Linked DNA regions of Gossypium hirsutum: region 2 is linked to region 1. The links are chromatin contacts, called in public Hi-C maps. All regions are on one chromosome and are shown on one strand. The core of a region is the stretch at or near the end of the contact, and the rest is flanking DNA. Distances in the headings are between cores, read along the strand shown.

Region 1 (2,532 bases), core at 18-2,517:
ACCTTATAATGGTGATGGAAAAGATAAGGAAAAAAAAAACAAAAAGGAGCAAGAAATGCTGCGGCTATGACATCATGAAGGAAGCTTTTTTTTTCTTTTTTTTTTTGTTGTTGCAAAACTGGGAACAATGACGAGGAGGGAATCAAAAACAAATAAATGCTCCAAACATTGAAACTAGGTCATCTCTAAGAGAGAGAGAGAGAGACCAAAAATATTTTTTTAATAAAAAAATCAGCTTAATTTGTGGAATCGAAAGTGGCATTGTCGTAAGCCCACGTGATGCCAATACATGAAATTCGTTCAATTTTTTTTCATACAACAATACATTGCCTTATTGCCTCAAATTATCACTCACCACATCTTCTAAAATGATACCAAATCTATCTCCAATATAATATCAATTCAAGTTACTTTTTAAATTGGTAACCTATAAAACTATTTTGAATACTCACCTCTCCAAAATTTATATAAAAAATATATATAATATTTTTAATATAATTATAATACATAAAACTATATATTTAAAACACATAAATATGTTTAAAAATAACATATAATTATAATACATAATAAATAATAAATAATTTGAATAATAACTCTCATTAAATATGTTAAAGGTGGAAAAAGTGGAGTCCACTAATAATTTCTTCTCTAGATTTAGGCTTCGAATAAAGTAGTTTATGGTGGTTTTGGAAATTTGGATTTGATTACAAATTTTAAGTATTGATTTGTAAAAAGTAAATTACATCAGGGTTATTTTAAAACAGTGTCTGGTTATTTTAATTTTTTTTCTTGTTAATTTAGTCACTTTAATTAAAATTATTGTTTAAATTAATTATTATTATTAAAAATTTCGTTAATCCACTAATTGATTGCTAATTGATTTTTTTAACTAAAGTTAGGGATTTCTGTATAATTATTTTAAAATACTTTTTTTTAGTTTATTTGCAACATAAAAACTATCAATTATTCTCAATGTCCAACACTAACCATATGAATCATCAACCCTCGTCACTGTCCATCCCCTTTTTCTCATTTTTATCGCTCCTCAACAAAGATGATGCAATTATTTGATGAATTTTAGCATTAAAAACAAAAACCCAGATTACCACAATAATTAAACCCAACTGCTAAATTTTGTGGATGTTGAATCTCATAAGCTAAGAAAACCATGAATTTAACTCAACTCCATTCCAGAAATAACCCCAAACACAGTGTAATGAAATTACCCATCTTTTTTAGCTTTAAAAATAATAAGATACTAGAATTCGAAGACGCAACAGCTCTATGCAAAGCAATTAAAAAGATTCGGTCTTTTTCCAGTTTTTTAAACACCCAAGTTCACTAAAATTTAATATATCCAATAATTGGGTTTTGTTAGAGGAGAAGTGAACTTTTATAGATTAAAACTCAACTAAAAACAACACACCTTACATATGATGCAGTCGTATAAAGTAATTCTTATAAGCGATAGAAATGGGAGAGAATAAGGATTAGTAATTCTTATATTCATATAAATTACGAAAAAATATTTTGGACTAATTATAAAGAAGTCTTTAGTTTTATTCAAAAGTTAAAAAAATATCATGTCAACAATTCGTTAGTGTATTAATGAAATTTTGAACAGTACTGACCAAATCGAATAATTATCTTAATTAAAGTAATTAAATTACCAAAAAAGAAACGATACTATTTTAGAATAATCATTGGTATAGTTTACCCATTTATAAATTCAAACTTAAATTTGACAAATCTATTCCAAATTTGAAAATGAAAATTTACAAAGACCTATATATTATTTGTCACATTTTTCGCACCTATTTTCTTTTTCTAATTCTACTTGATGATAATCAATTTGCTTGATTATGAAAATTATAAATTTATCCCATATACAATAATTATAGTTGGCATGATTTTTGTTGTTGTACGTGGCATGAGAGGGGTTGAATCCCTGTCCCTTAATTATCAATACCAATGCACAGATTTTTTTCCTCAATTATTTTGCTTATTTATATTGTGTTTATTTTTATAATAAAATCATTCAAAATATTAAGGGTAAATTTTACAAATGATCACCTAACTTTCATAAATTCTCATTTTAGGCATCCAAATTTTCTTCTATCATTTTTTACTATCTGTTTTCACTCTATGATATTTCAGTTAACAAAAGTCCAAGCTGGCATTTTTATAATTGATAAATAATTTTTAAAATTTTCACATAATATTAATTTTTTATTACATGGAAATTTCACCTGCTTCACTTCAAACAAAAATGAGGTTTCAACTTGCTGTTGTCACCGCCACCTGCTCCGGTGGTTTTGCCGGACAACTAGGCACACCAAAACTCTCCTCTTCCTTCTCGTCTCAAATCTCATATTAGTTTTGCCACAAACTCTTCAAAGCCTTGAAACTAGGAGTGAATGTCTTCCGATCTCCTTCTCCGGCCATCTGGTTGCCTCAGTTCCAAGGTATGTTGTTCTTCTCAGTCTAAGCGTTAAATCCACCGTTCGGAATTGGAAGGAGACCACTGGA
Region 2 (2,532 bases), core at 24-2,523, 51 kb before region 1:
ATGTGACTCATTATTGGCCTCACCCCTATAAATAGCGGGCTAGCTTTGCATTTAATACAAGTGTTCTAGAATCTTCAAAGTAACCTCTCAACTTCAATAGGGTCCTCAACAAACAAAAAGGAAACTTTTGGTATTCTGAACCATCCACCACTTCATTTGCGATAGATACTACCCATTGGGCCTATCTGCAGATAGTCTCAAGCCATGCCACTTTATAACCTACCTCTCAACTAAGGGTGAGACAATTGTTATACCCTTACTCAAATCGGACACATGGCGATGTAAGAAGCAACCTGAGAAACACACACAAATGACCTTTCGACTTATACTACCTAAGTGGTCATCTATTGACTAACTACCCATGTGTTTAAAACCTTCTTCAGGCCACTCGTTATTAGGCTACCCACTATAAAAGGGTGCACACTCATCTCCAAGAAAGGACCACTAAGTGGTCATTGAGGCCTAACAACCTCATACTACCTCAAGAATGGGGAATATCAAAGCAAGCTCTTACTTGATGACAACTAACATATAATGGTTTTTTTCACCTGACTGACTCCACGACCAAGTCACCACCCATATTGTCTGTGATGTGAGACTACCAAGTATGGGGACTTTTACCCTATATATATGCCCCCAATGTACAATGAAGAGAGGATTTTTTTCCCTAGCACTTGACTCCCTTAAGCTTTATATCCTAGCATCATAGCCTTCTCTCCTTATTCATCCTCTATGTACTTCGGCTCTCAACCTAACTCAGGTGAACTAGCCTCCTAGTCATCACCATCATCTCTTCCTTGTCTCTTCCCTTATTGAACACCAAAATCAACAATAATATTATCTAAGGTTTCATGAATTAATAGAGAATTAATTCAATTGAGAAATTATCAAAATGATAAAACTTTTAGAACAAAAAACATATATTAAAAGAGTTATATATGTAATTTAATATAATTTATAAATAAAATAAAAATCAATCTTATAAGGATTTTAACTTTAACAACATGTTTGGTTGGGTGTAATGGCTATGCCATTACAACCCTATTTCATGGGCCCACCTAATCATCCGTTTGGTTCAATGGAATGCCCTATTACGGGCTTATTCCATTACGGGTGTATGCCAAAATTTGGTTGATTTTTGGAGGATTTCTATTCCCTTCCCAAATCACCGTTTTGCTATTCAACCCTGTTTTACCCTCCCAACCCAAAAGCCCCAAAACACATCAAATAGAAGCTGCCAGCAAAGTCACCCAAGGCTCTACCCGCTCTCGATTCACTTTCATCTTGGCATCTTTCGCCGGCTCCACCGTCTCAGATCTCTGGCCCAACTATTTCGGCAAGTGCTTCTTCACTGTCGGTGGCTATTTTCAGGTTATATGCTCTATCTATATTTTTTTGTATTTTCTTTGAATCTTCGGCAACTGTTTCGGCAAGAGATTATTGAAATGTTTCTTTGTGATCGTATCTGGATTTTGAGCTACTTTTTTTTCTTTTTTTTTGTGGTTTTACTGAGTTTCCAGCGGCTGATTTCTCTTTTGTTAGCTCTAATTTTGTTAGATTTGCAAATGTAAGTTACATTTTGTATTTTGGGTTCTTTTTTTTTTTCCAACAATGTGGTTTGTTTATTTATAGACTTGTTTTCCTATTTTCTTCTGGGTTTTGACTGAAAATGATCTAAAATTTCACCTTTCATTTTTTGCATATGCCTAGCATTTTTTGCATTTCTAATTTCACCCTTCTTTGCTGCTTCATTCATGCATTCACGCAAATTGTCATTTTCTTTCCTTTTCTGATGTGGTGTTTATTGTTTATGGATTTGAGCATAAAATGTTCTGATTAATCTAATAACATTATGTGAAATCATATAAAAACAAAATTAAACAAAGATGTTGCCAATGCCATCTAGTGAGCTGATGAGATGGTTAATCTAATGTTTTGATTAAACAAAGATGTAAAATCATAAAATGTTCTAATTAATCTAGTAACATATGCATCTTTGCAGCTGTTGCCAATGCCATCCAGTGAGCAGATTCTGATAAAATATTCTGATAAAATGTTATGCTATATTTCTTGCTTTCTTTTTAATTCACAAACTTATCAGGTTGTGATTGAGGTCTAAAAATCGATTTTTAACTTTGGTTGTTTATCGGTGGACAGTAGCATCCAATGTTATTAAAAATAAAAATAAAAACCTGCCCTTTCAATTAAAATCCAACAAGAGTCTAACTATTATCATCCTTCTGGTTTTTGGGTTTATGTTGTTTGTAATTTAAGCCAAAATCATTTTATCTTCTATCACTTCAAATGCCAATTTCTTCTTAACCATTCTCTCTGTAATGTTGGTTCAAAGCTTTAGCTGTTGTTGAAAAAACTTGATCCTCTGCATAAAAACAAAGGTGAGAGAGAGCCATTGAACTGTTCTTCTACCTATTGTTCGTGATTACTAAGATAATGATGTTGATTTTGACTATATCTTGAAAATAAACCATTGTCACTTTCATATATAAGTGAGACTGTGTGTGTGCATGGAAA

The links. Hi-C and Micro-C count contacts between places; a contact is called where the count stands out from the background.
Region 2: a Hi-C map of petal shows a contact between it and region 1, with 2.3 times the contacts expected there. The contact joins two enhancer-like sites. A contact is called at or near these places in 4 of 34 Hi-C or Micro-C datasets (anther, cotyledon, fibers and 1 more).

The regions. Positions count from the first base shown.
Region 1 is chrD11:30,638,741-30,641,272 of Gossypium_hirsutum_v2.1, reverse strand. No RefSeq gene overlaps it. Among protein-coding and RNA genes, the nearest start is that of LOC107891844, 3.9 kb to the right of the region's middle. Within about 2 kb of position 1,267, at least 4 of the 9 cell types and tissues checked have an H3K27ac peak or open chromatin away from gene starts, as enhancers often do.
Region 2 is chrD11:30,689,307-30,691,838 of Gossypium_hirsutum_v2.1, reverse strand. No RefSeq gene overlaps it. Among protein-coding and RNA genes, the nearest start is that of LOC107891843, 14 kb to the left of the region's middle. Within about 2 kb of position 1,273, at least 5 of the 9 cell types and tissues checked have an H3K27ac peak or open chromatin away from gene starts, as enhancers often do.